Linked DNA regions of Danio rerio: region 2 is linked to region 1. Evidence: chromatin contacts called from public Micro-C data. All regions are on one chromosome and are shown on one strand. The core of a region is the stretch at or near the end of the contact, and the rest is flanking DNA. Distances in the headings are between cores, read along the strand shown. Region 1 holds the start of ccny (cyclin Y). Region 2 has its middle 22 kb from the start of cpb1.

The links. A called contact is a pair of places that touch in the nucleus more often than the background predicts.
Region 2: a contact with region 1 is called in a Micro-C map of caudal fin, with 7 times the contacts expected there. The contact joins the enhancer-like site here to the promoter of ccny in region 1. A contact is called at or near these places in 3 of 18 Hi-C or Micro-C datasets (caudal fin and embryo) and 2 of 4 datasets of contacts at active chromatin or transcription factors (caudal fin and embryo).

Annotation. Positions count from the first base shown.
Region 1 is chr24:4,557,973-4,565,095 of GRCz12tu, forward strand. ccny (cyclin Y) reads left to right here and starts at 3,425. Exons shown (of 10, transcript XM_678927.10): 1 at 3,425-3,869. The coding sequence starts at 3,716.
Region 2 is chr24:4,932,562-4,939,684 of GRCz12tu, forward strand. No RefSeq gene overlaps it. Among named protein-coding and RNA genes, the nearest start is that of cpb1, 22 kb to the right of the region's middle. Within about 2 kb of position 4,435, at least 7 of the 62 cell types and tissues checked have an H3K27ac peak or open chromatin away from gene starts, as enhancers often do. A contact at or near this core is called in caudal fin, where this site is marked.

The DNA.
Region 1 (7,123 bases), core at 2,175-4,674:
TATATTATATTACATTATATTATATTATATTATATTATATTTATTATATTATATTATATTATATTATATTATATTATATTATATTATATTATATTATATTTATTATATTATATTATATTATATTATATTATATTATATTATATTATATTATATTATATTATCAGCATTTTTCACTTTGTAAAACGTGGAAAGTGCAAGCATCATGTTCGAGCAGCAGAGGGCGCTACAGCTCTGCATTGATTGAGATTGTATGATTTATCTTTTCTGATCTGCAGTCAAAAAGGGTTTTGAACTTCTTAAAGTATCATTGAAGCATTGGAGGTAAACTGCCAAGGCAAACTTAAGAGTGTTGTAAATACTTAAACCTTTATTTAACTTGTGGACTTTCATCAAGATCAATGCTGTTGTTTTTATTTACTTTAAATCTAGTTGATTCATTCATTCATTTTTCTTCGGCTTAGTCTCTATTTCCGAGGTGGCCAGAGCAGAATGAACCACCTCTAGTTGTTATATAAGATAAATATAATCAATAATCAAGATTAATATACATTTAACAAATAATAAACATATAAATATAAATCTTTATTATTAAGATAACACTGTTTAAAGAAAATATTTTCTATGCAATATCTTTTTCATCCAGCTAATGTCTTAATATAATGTTTTATGTATATTTAGCCCATTCTTATTATCCTGTAGTTTTATATAATTTTAAGCCTGACTTCTTTGTTGATTTTTTATTATGCTTATGTAAATCACTTTTTTACAGCATAATAAATTGTAATCATCTTAGCCTGGCCTTAAACAGTCTTGGAGATGTAATAATCATTAATAGCTGACTGGACAACAAAGCTCCATTACAGATTCAGAGATAACACAGCATTTTTAATATGCCGATCTTTTATATTTATCATTTAGTCATCAATCCTGAAAGCATAGATTCAGCAGATTCTCTTTTTATTACTGTAAATGTTGCCCAAACAACAGATAATAAATTTAAAAAGTAAGAAAAATAAACACAAAAGATTTTAATTGTGAGGCCAGAGCTATCAGATTAATAATTAACTTTTTCATTCATTCATTTTTTTTTCGGCTTAGTCCCTTTTTTAATCTGGGGTCGCCACAGTGGAATGAACCGCCAACTTACCCAGCATTTGCCCTTCCAGCTGCAACCCATCACTGGAAACCACCCATACACTCTTATTTACAGACATACACTACGGACAATTTAGCTTATTCAATTCACCTGTACCGCATATCTTTGGACTTGTTGGGGAATTGGAGCACCCGGAGGAAACCCCTGCGAACATGGGGAGAACATGCAAACTGCACACAGAAATGCCAGGAAGGTTCTGGTGTCTCGACAAGATGCTCAATTGGTACTAATGGGCTCAAAGTGTGCCAAGAAAATCTCCTCAGACCCCATCAACAAGGCATTTGCAGCCACAGAACTTTCACTCACTGGATTGATATTTCCTCTTTTAGACCATGTGTGTGTGTGAATGAGTGTGTATGGATGTTTCCTAGTCATGGGTTGCAACAGAAAAGGCATCCACTGCGTAAAACATATGCTGGATAAGTTGGCGGTTCATTCTGCAGTGATGATCCCAGATTAATGAAGGGACTAGGCTGAAAAGAAAATGAATGAATGAATAATGATAATACTACTAATAATAACAATAATAAACAGCAATGCTCAATGATAATAAAAGAAATGCTTAATATTAACCTGACGTTTCTGGTACTGTATTAAAACTAAGGTTAAGGGATCAGATGTTTAGTGGTTTAAAGCAGGGGTTCCCAAAACTTTTTAGCCCGTGACCCCCGAAATGACAATGCTAGTGACTTGGGACCCCCAATTTTCTCTGAAGTGGTTATAAATACAGAAACCTTGTATGCAATGGCGCACACACACCAATAGAGTCAAGTCTATTATTCATTGAATTTTTAATTGTGTGTGAATGCTGTAAATGGGACAGAAAGTTTAACCGGTGTTATAAAATCAATCTGCTGCATCTGACACTATTGCTGCGTCTTTAATTTAATGTAATTACCCCAGGGGTCGCAATCCAATAGAACTAGTAAACGTAAGCTACTATAGTAACTATATAGTACATAGTAACTATAAACGACTTTTTCTCTTCAGTAGGTTATGGATAAAATATGGTAAAACTTATGGTTTCATAAAAAATAAATAGATTTTAGGAATCTATTTATTTTGACCCCTGACCCCCCACTTTGAGAACCACTGGTTTAAAGTGATGTGATGAATTGGAGTTATATTGTTATTACACATGTATTAACTGGACATATACCCTTCTTCCACATTTGAGAAATATAAATAGCATTAACTCTGGATTTGTAATACTGACACTGAAAAAATGTTGCCTCCTTAGCTCTGAGAAGCTTCTATCTTCAAGTAAAATAAAAATATGTAATATAATGTTCCCCATCCAAGAGAAAAAAAAAAATCTCATTACTCAAAATTTGAAAATATGGACTTACATGGTTCTTTGTCTCAAGGCCTCAGTTGGTGTCTTGTTGATTCTTTATATTTGATACTGTTACTCTGACTAATATGCATAAATAAAAACTGGGTTCAACTAAATTCACACAAACAGAAAAATATTAATACAAATCAAAATCTTATCTACTTGATTCAATCTTTTCAGGCTTATTTTTATTTATTTATTCTTTCAATTTCTTCATTTGTATTTTAGATACTAGCATTTTTGTCACCTATTGATATTTGTACACTACATTAACTAAAGTTGTCTTTAGTTTATTACATGCACATGAACTTTAATAACACACTAATAGGATATACTATTGAGTTGGCCCACCCTTTGAAGCTATAACAGCTTCAACTCTTCTGGGAAGATTTCCCACAAGGTTTAGGAGAGTGTTTAAAGGGATGTTTGACCATTATTCTAGAAGTTTTACTGGTTGAGAACAGCCAGCTCACAGTCTTCACCTAAATTTATCACAAAGATGTTCAGTTAGGTTGAGTTCTGGGCTTTGTGTAGGCCATTCAGAATCCTCCACACCAAATTTACCCGCTCTATATGAATGCCATGCCCAAACTTTTTCAGCAAACAAACAAGCAGTAGTTAGTGCTGTCGCGGCACATCAAGATGGTCGTTGGCTCCGGGTGCTCCGATTTCCCCCACAGTCCAAACACATGCGCTATAGGTGAATTGGGGAAGCTAAAATAGTCTGTAATGTATGGGTGTGTATGGGTGTTTCCCAGTGATGGGTTGCAGCTGGAAGGGCATCTGCTACGTAAAACAAGTGCTGGATAAGTTGGCGGTTCATTCCGCGGTGGCAACCCAAGATTAATGAATGAAAATAAAATAAAAGAGAATCAAAAGCATCGCTCAGCGTGACGTCAGTGGCTGAACCGGAAGCTGTTCCGGTGTTCTCTCTCTTTCAGTGTGTATATGTGTATGATTGTAGGCTCGGCGCTACACTGACAGCTGAACGATACGATGTAACAGCGACGCGAGGGAATGGAAAAACCTACCGACACATAAACATCGCGTGGATTATGCGTTGAGGACAGTCGTGACCCGCTGATGTCTTTCCACGAGCGGGAGTGATCGCAGAGCCCGTGTTTCATCCCGTCATCCGCAGCTGTTACGCCCATCAACTGCGGAGGGGCTCCGTCGATCGGAGCCGTTTGTTGATCTGCTCGTACCGGGTACCGGGTGTACTCATGGGGAACAGCACATCATGCTGCGTGTCGTCCAGCCCGAAGCTCCGGAGGAACGCGCACTCGAGGCTGGAGCCGTACCGGCCCGAACCGGAGCTGAGCCGCGAGGACACGGGCTGCAACCTGCAGCACATCAGCGACAGAGAAAACATAGACGGTGAGTCTCAAACATACCCGAATAACGTGCGAAATAGCGATTTATGAGCATCAATAGCTTGTGCATGCGGAAAAGCTGTATATCGAAGAGAAATTACATCATGAGGGGTTTGTTTTTCAAAGTAGTTGCGTTCTATTTTGGGAAGTTTACTATGGTAACGCCATGGTATTTGGAAAAGTACCACGTTTAAACATCGTAAGCGTTTGGCATGACTATATCCACCAGTGTTTGCGTAATGAAAATAAAACAAGTGAAAACTCTTTGGCTGTTCTAAAACTGTTAGTTGAGTGCTTTACCATGGTAATAACATGGTATTTCATAACATCCCTTGTAAATAGCAAGCCATATGTTTCTCACGGTTATTCAGTGTCATATTCATACAGCATATAATTATTTTCACTGTACCATGGTAACACCCTTACTTTTTGTAAGGAAATGACACACTGTATGCACTTCTGTGTTTAGCTGCCAGTATTTCAGTCTGTTAAATGTGGTATAATACCTCTCTAAAGAAAACACTCTTCACCTCTTCTAATAGTACCATGCTATTTGCACAGTTTAGCAAGTAAATTCTGTGGTATTTGAAAAAGTACCATGTAAATCTTTTGTACCATTATATCCACCAGTTTCTGCAGAATAAGTTCTCTGAGAAGAAAATTCCCTCATGGGGGTTCTTTGTTCATACAGTACACTGCTAGTTAGACAACTTTTCGTGATAATATGGTGTTTTGGTAACATACCAAGTATAGCATGCTGTACGTTTCCCACAGTCATTCAGTGTCATAATCGTACAGTTGGAATTTCTTACCCATGTGTACCACCATGGTTATGCTTATTGTGTGTATTATATCTGCTAGTATTGCCACTCTGTAAAAATGCCTCACCAACTATTGTACGTCTTACTGTACATGGTATTTTTATTAGGTTTAAGCAATTAAATATTGTACCCCCAAACTCTAGTCAGTCAGTTGTAAAACATACATTAACCCTGTTTTACAGTAAATAATTGTCTTCGTAATTATCTTCATAAATATAATAATTTTCACTTTTACATCAGCAAGTAACCTGTAAACGTAGGAAAAATCATCGTCACCACATTTTTTAAAGTAAATATACTATTTACCTTTTTTACTTCAGTAAAATACCACATCTTTCAAATTATTAGTAAATACTGCATTTTTACTTCTGTAAAATACCATATTTTTTCTTGGTGAATCTTATAATTATTAAACGCCTGAGAAAATTCCATGTAACCCAGTGCACATCTTATTTACTGTAATTACATAGTTACCTCCTTGAATACCTTTAGAAACTTGAAATATTATAATTACTATTCAAAATTCTTTATTTATCTCAGAACTTTCATATATTATATATTTTTCTACACATTCCTAAACATAATAGAGCAGTTCCAGCGTTATGGATGTGACCTTTAAAATCTCAGTAAAATCAGTAGTAAAATCTCAAAACATAAATTCACAGAGAAAGTATATGGTAACATTATATTAAAACATCTGTTTATATTTTCCAAAACAACTAACCACAGAGTTATACGTTCAGAAAAATATCAATCTGCAAACATTTGTTAAACTTTAAATGAGGGAAATAAACATGCCTTATGGATGTGATGAAAAAAAGTCTGCGGTTTTACAGTATACGACATACATTGTAAAAATTCTGTGAATTAAACTGTACAACCCAAAAGAAATTATGCTAATCTTAAGGATAAGAGTTGGCTCTCTGTAGAACAAAAATAAGAGATTTTATAGATTTTTTTACATTTTTGCATTTATAAAGAAAAAGTTTTGTTATGGATGTGACACCTCTCTGTTATGGATGTGACGGATGTGAAATTGGCACTTGGGTGTCTTTTGTAAGTCAAATATAGTTGTTTGAAAACATTGACAGACATTTTTGAGTATTTTTACAGTACTGTAAAATACAAGCCTACACAAAAAAAATAGCAGAAATTTGTTATTTTGGCTAAAACGTTTTTTATGGCAAGGTCGACACTTGCATGGAATTGCTCAATAGTTTTAAAAATATATATTTATAAATTTAATAAAAAAAATATATATATTTATTAAGGAGGCTACTTAATCTTAAAATGTGTTAAAAAAACTGTCATATATATAAAATAACATATTGAATAAAAAAAACTGCGTATTTCAGCCATACTAAAAAAAAACTTGGCATATGAAAAAAAAAGAAAAAAAATCACATAACTACTAATAATTTTGCTCTCAACCGTGTACTTCATAACTAGCATTATCACTTCAGACTGTTTTTGATTTTTAACCTTAGAAAATATATATGCCTCCATGAATACCATATATATATTAGGGCTGCATGATATTAGAGAAATATAACATTGCAATATTTTTTTTTTCTGTGATATGTAACAATATTATTAATACAATTTTACTTAGAGGAGTTAAATAACTATTTGAAAAACAGTTTATTATTTTAGATTGATTGGGATGATTTTGTATAGGAGTGCATAAAATATAATAAACAATCTACAGGTATACATTAAAAAAAAGATACAAATTAAAATATATTTTTAGATATATTTATTTAATAAAGTTGAACTATATTCAGGTATACAGTAATTGAATAATCAAATGTAATAATCAATATAATTTTTATTCAAGCATCCATTAAACTTAGCCGAAAAAAGCGATTTATCAAACTAATTGATATTGATTCTTGCAAATGGAAATATATACTATAAGTTCCAAAAAGACTCCTACAAAGAATGTGCAATATAAATATGTAAATGGTTTGACACCACTGCTAAATATTTATGTTTTTGGTGTCTACATCAGTTGAGGTTGTGAATGGCTGGTGATTTGCTGGATCTGGCAGTAGATCTGATCTGATCTGAGTGCAAGCGGTACGCTGGGCGTCTGTTGAAGTGGAGAGTGGATCCAGACATGATCAAATGTAATTTAACATCTAAAAGGAGATGGAGACTGATGAGAGTGTCGTGTGACAGCAGGCAGAACTGATATACTGTAGAAGAGGTATAGCTGCTCCACGACCAGTTACACTTACTCATAAGATCATATTTATCCGGATGGCGTAAATCACTCTATCATCATCATGTTATTGTGGCTGTGAGAATTGTTTGTTCTAGTTATTTTGGTAGATTAAGTTGCTTGGCAGTAAAATATGCTTTTAGCAAGTGCAATTATAAGATGTATAATATTTTTAATTTGTGACGTATTAAGATGTGTAAAATAAGTTCATTT
Region 2 (7,123 bases), core at 3,185-5,684, 380 kb after region 1:
GCCACAGAATTGAGAAAGCTGTAGATTTACACTGAATTGGAGCGTGCCTTGCATGTCATGACTGAAATTGAAACTAACTGGTTTTTTACCTCAAGCTTTGGGCGGAATGACCAAAATTGTATAGGATATATTTAGAATTGAATGTTTTTATATTTAGGGGAGACACGGTGGCTCACATTATCCACCAAGAAAGTCACTGGTTTGAGTCCCAGCTGGATTAGTTGGCGGTTCACTTCGCTGTGGTGACCCCTGATGAACACAGTGAATAAGCCGAAGAAAAATGAATAAATGAATGAACTTTCTACTCAGCAGTTGTGATAAAATGGCGCCATAAAATATCAAGCAGTATTTTGTTTATTTTTTATAATAAAAATAGTACTAAAAATACACTGAAAACTGGAGTAATGACACAGAAATTCTGAGGAATATGTATACTAAAAAAAGCTTATTTCCAATTGTAACAATATAGTATTCCACAATATTAATTGTGTTATAGAATAATTGTGTTATACAATATTAATTAATATAGAATTGAATTGAATTGAATATTACTGTTGTTTACTGTATTTTTGAGCTTGCCATGGTCAGCATTTATTAAAATTCATTTACAAACATTCAAAATTCACACTTCCTCCTGTAATGTCCAGGTTGTTTGGGATTTAATAGAGTAAACTGTGCATAATGAATTAAGTCGAGCAGATCCGAGGTTTATAACCAGCTTGACCTCACAAACCACTGAGGGCTGCATTCACAGGCCAAGAAAAGCAGCTAGAAACTTATGTAAAGATTATTTATCTCAGGTTTATTCACTAATCAGGAGCGTGTTAGAAAACACCAGCCCCGGGAGAAAAGAAAATTCCCAATTCAATATGAATCACTGCTCCGGAAATTAGTTTTGGTGCATGGTATCTGGGTCTGTTTACATGACAATGAAGTCATGAAAGCATACAAGTCATTAAAGATGCATGGCTATCTCCATAATCTCCCATATACCCTTTGAATTGTGCACTATTTGAGGGAGCAGCCATTTCTAGTGGTGTCAGAAACCATTGCAGACATTGTGAAGTGCACTCAATGCACAGCAATAACGAGTGAACAACCCATGTACACTCAACCGGTTCTATTTTGACGATATTGGCGCAAAGTCGCATGGAGCAAAATCATTAAGGGCATGTCCAAATCCACTTTTGCAATCTTAAGGACGTAAAAATGCAGTTTGCGCCTGCCCCGGCCCATGGTCTAACAGGGTTGTGCTTATTCTCTTACTAAGTTATGTGTTTTCAGCATAATGTGCATTAAACCAATCAGAGTCTCAACTCCCATTCCATTTAATGTGCATATTTACATGCAGGACTTTCTAAGTGGAAAAACTAAACGCTTCGGGAAAACAGTTAAACAGACCATCTACAGCACAAGGATAAAGAATGAGCATCCTCTATTCAGCCTCTCTACTATCTCTTTACTTTTACTCTTTACTTTCGTGGAGTATGGGAATGGTGTTGTACACACTCCACTGAAGACATCCATTAGTCTACTTATTTAATTTAGTTTAAGCACAAAGATTTGTTTCAAAACTATTTTTAAATTCAGTTCAGATTTCCAAAGACACGTTATATCCAAACACACGTCTTATATCGTGGTGCATACATCTCCAAAACCGACAGGTGGACAAATGTAAACTTGCTTTTATTAAAACAAATATAAATATGTAAATAATAATAATAATAATAATAATAATAATAATAATAATGCATAATTTTAAATAATAACAATACAGCTACTAATAAAAACATTATACAACTGCAAACTGTCATGAATAAACAGAAAAAGCCACCCCACACCCCACAATTACATTTTAATCTTTATATTTGTTTTAATATGTAAAGATATTTGTGTACTTCTGTACATACTGTGTGTATTAAGCAACATGTAAGCGTTTAAATCTAAGTAATGGTGCAGTCTATTTCAGTTCCTTAAAGTAGTAACGCAACCAACAATGTGCCTTAACACACCTCCTTTATATACAAGCACACCTATGAGTCCACACAATGGCGCAAATGGATTTGCTGTTTAAACGCAGTGGCACAAAATGTAAAAATTACTGTTGTGCTGGTCTGAAAAAAGCAACAAATCGCGCCAAACACATCTTGCGCCTCATTAAGAACTACATAATGCATTTCTGCATTTGAATTTCTGCATTTGTCCACACGATAACATCCACAGTGGAATACACTTCATGCAAGTTTAAAAATGAATTTTTTGTATACATGACAAAAATCCTAATTCTACGTATTAGGAATAAAACTTTGTTTGATTCCTAATACGTAGACCCACACAGAATCTGCGCACGCAGAAATATGCAGATTTACGCATTTTTAGCCCATGAGTCTTTTTATTTACTTGTGTAAATGTGTGTACATTGCTATTTATTCAGTTTTCTTTATTAATTTCAGTAATAACAGTGACTATTATGAAAATGTTCATTTGATTTATTTGCAATACAGTGTTTAAACATTTTCTGTCTTTTAATAGACATATTATCTGATAGACTTGCTTTGTTTACCAAATAAGTTGATCTATAATCTGAATCTGATCTGAGTTTGCATTGTAAACATTAAATAAAAGTTAAAAAGCTATTATTTCTTTCCAGATTAGAGCTCAGCTTGTAATCATTGCAAATATTCACCTGCTGACCATCTGCATATGCTTTGGACATGTCCACAGTTGGCCACCTTTTGGTCAGGTGTTTTTAATACATTTAATAAAGCCCTTAAAATCAATATACAACCTGATCCTTTGTTAGCCCTCTTTGGTGTATCCCTTGAACCTAATTTGACAGTACGTGAAAGCAAGGTTCTTGCCTTTGCCACAATTCTAGCCAGACGTGCTATACTTTTAAAATGGAAACACACTTCCCCCCTACACATGACAAGTTGACACAGGACATTCTTTACTGTCAGAAGCTGAGATGCTCACTCTCAGGCTCACTAGAATTCTTTTATAAGACTTGGTACTCCTTTCTTGATTACATCAAAGGCCTGCTTATTACATCTGGTGCTGGCAAACTGTAATATTTACCATTTTATTAGTTTTTTTTTGTATTATTATAATTTTTTAATTTAATTTATTTATTATTATCATTTCATTTTCTTGTCGGCTTAGTCCCTTTTTATTAAGGCGGGGTCGCCACAGGGGAATGAACCGCCAACTTATCCAGCACATTTTTTACGCAGCGGATGCCCTTCCAGCCGCAACTCATCTCTGGGAAAAATCCACACACATGCTCATACTCTACGAACAATTTAGCCTACCCAATTCACCTGTACCGCATGTCTTTGGACTGGAGCACCCGGAGGAAACCCACGCGAACGCAGGGAGAACATGCAAACTCCACACAGAAACGCCAACTGAGCCGAGGATCGAACCAACGACCCAGCGGCCTTCTTGCTGTGAGGCGACAGCACTACCTACTGTGTAGCCTCATTATTATTATTTGAATTATTATTATTTTTCCCATCTGTATCCAGTTATTCTGATGTCATGTTCTTATGTATTTAATTTTCTTAATTTGGTATTTATGTATTTATTGTGTTGTTGAGTTAATGAATGAGAGGTTAGGGGGTCGGATTAATATTTGACAATGCATTACTGTATACCTCTCAATTTTTAATTTGTATTGTTATACAAAAGAGCATTAAAAAAGTTTAAAATAAAAATATATTATTTTTATTTCAAATATTAAGTTTTTAGTTACGATACTCCCAAAATAATTCCACAAAAATCCACAGATTTTTTACAAACTTTTTTGCAGAAATAGAAAAAAATATCTGCAGATCCTGTCTGGCCCTAAAAGACAATTTGCTAAGTGTTAAATAATCTCATCACCATATAACTCATCTCATATATATATATATCATCATCTCTAATCTTGAAACAGTAGATTATAAAAGTACTAGAAAACCTGTTTAACAAGCCATGCAATCTGATGTCCATAAAACAAGTGGTGTACCAGTGCTTAAAAAATTAACAGGGATCTTCTTTGGTCAAGGTAAACAACTGTGATGTCAAAGACGACATCTCTTAGACTGCACGGCATTTCTCAAAAACCACCATTTTCTGCATGCATTTCTGATGGTATTTCCTTTTAATATGTAAATGCACAATGGGGTGCATGAGTATATCTTTATTCCATGTGAACTGGTTAGCATCTGCAGAACAGTTTTGCTCAGTCTTGCGTCAGCTGCTACTACAGTACTCTGTGTGGGCACTGCTCCTCCAGAAAGCATAAATAACTCATAGATAGGTGGCCCATATATCGATGTGCTGTTCTAAATGTGTCAGGGGTCAGGTGCGAGTCGGAGCAGGATTACTAATGACTGCAGCGATGAGTCATGAAATGTGATGCATCTATTATAAATGTCACGGGCTGCAACTGTAAAGAACAATCAGCAACATGTTGAGTCATGGCTGACTAAAAAAATCATTGCATCGTGGAGAATGGTGTTTGATTTGTTGGCTTCTTGTGCCATCTCGTGGTCAGATGGTATTATTACATGCATCTAAGCTTTCAGCGGGCTGTCAATGCCTACATTACAGTTTTTCCCCATTGGTTTGACTCATTTCTTGAAACAGAAATTATATTCAGTAGGAACAAAGGAATTTATTTTTATTACTTTTGTGTCTTTATTTTTTATTAGAAAAACGGTTAGACTAACAACATATTAATCAATCTTTTTCTGTTGTATAATAGCACATTTGACCTGACACACTTCCTCTTTTTTACTGTGCTGCATACTTTTTAGAAGAACCGCTAGGGGAAAAAGCAGAATAAGAATCAATTTAGGTTTGTTCCAGACTGCTGTCCTTTCTCAAGCCAGCATCATTGTATTTCCAGTCAAATGTATTTGTGGCTGAAAATGTGTTTGTGTGTGTGTTTCTTTGCATGGATTGGGGATAAAGTGTGATTTATATAAACAACTTTCAAAATCTACAACAAGTTAAATAAATTTACTGAAAATGTTCCAAGAAATGTGCTGCAACATGCTAGCTACAGTATGTGTTAAAATATGCTAGAAACACGCTAATAATGAGTTATCTCATGCCAAAACATTACGCTCAAGCTCAAAATCTTTAAGTGCAAGCTTTAAAGCTACTTCAAACTTGACAATCTTGAACTGAAAATGTACAAAAAAAATTATTCAGGCTTTCACAAGCCATCATCATAGTTTGTCTTGCCTATTATTTATTTATTTGCTTAAATTTTGAATCCATATTTAAGTTAATGTAATATCACTTTATGTCTATGCTTTTGAGTTGCCCTTGTCTGAAAGGATATCTGCAGAATAGGTTAGTGAGAGTTGGCTGACATCTTGTGGTGATGATTTGGTACAGCTGTTTTATCACTCAAAGAATACAAGGCTAGAACTAGAATGAGGAATTTTAAATCAAGTTTGCCTTCAAGAATAACATAATTTACACCACATGAGACTATCATAAAATCAAAAATCATTATTCAAAAATGTGACCAACATTGTTTAATTACTTTCAGGTTGAATTTATCTTTTCCCACGTAACTATATCTTGAAACTTTGAAAGCAATGTTTCTCCACCTTCTGCATCAAGACAGGATTTATTATATATATATATATATATATATATATATATATATATATATATATATATATATATATATATATATATATATATATCAGTGACGTGCGGTGAGGTTTGTGGCTGGTGAGGCACTGACTCTTTCAAAGTCAGATTTAGAAACATATCCACTCAATATATTTGCCAACTAATGATTGTGTTTCATATATCATCATATCAGCATTCTTTCCAAACACATAGCAGGTACATGTAGGGCCAAGGAAGAATGTAAATGTATAGTGATTCAACATGCCCTACCAAAAACACCCAGCTGGATGCTACAGACAACTATCAGAGAAATACACAACACCACGGCGGATGTGCTCGCTCTCTCTCATTCACACACACACACACACACACGCACGCACACACACACACACATAGGATTTGAACACTGGTCTTACCTTTAGTTGTAAATTATGTCTTGGAATGACTTGAATTGCTTTGAAATGATGGAGTTGTCTTCTGTCCCGTCTGTTGAAGCAAGCCCTTCAGCTCCGGCATTGGTCGTCCATTATTTATTTACATTTTAATTGAAAGTCCAATTTTATAATAATTTTATAATAAACATGTCTACACTGTATAAAACATTTTAATGAAGCATTATATTGCTAGCATATACTGAGTAAAAGACACGCGCTCAATTCAGTTTGCAAGGGATTGCGCAATCTGACTTGAGGCACAGCTTGGACTCTCACCTCACTTCTTTGTCAAACAGGAAATACGCAAAATCCAGCGATTTTGAATATAAAAATGATTAAAATCATTTAAATCAGACTGAAACTGAATTTATAGCACAGATCAAGGGACAAATATTCATATTATCATTAGTATACATCTCATGATGGCAGGTGAAGATGATGACAGGGGAGGCATTGCTTTACCGCCATCCACTGACCACACATCCCTGCTGCGAACTCAGAAACCTCTTGTTATGGGAAGAGAGTCTTCCTCCACACCACTACACAAACCAAGTGTACTCACGCAAAGTGTTCCTGAGAGGACTGCCGTCCGATATGGCCGAGGCTGATCTGGCCACACACACTTCTCATATCTATTATTTTACATGTATGAACAGTTTGTGAATGTTTGTTTTTCTCTCTACAGTGTAGAAATGCTTTTGAGGAAATTTAGTGCTTTTAGACCGTTGAAAGTGGCCTGGTAAAAGATAAACAGCTGCGATGATATCCTCGCATTTAATTTTAAAATCTCTAATGGCATACTGTAGATATATATATATATATATATATATATATATATATATATATATATATATATATAATATTATATTATATATAGCAGGTTCATATAGGGCCAAGGAAAAATAAAAAATGTTTAGTGATTCAATATGCCCTCAAAAACACCCAGCTGGATGCTACAGACAACTATAACAAGCGACACACACAGCACCACGGCGGATGCACACACTCTCTCTCATTCACACTCACACACACACAGCACCACGGCGGATGCG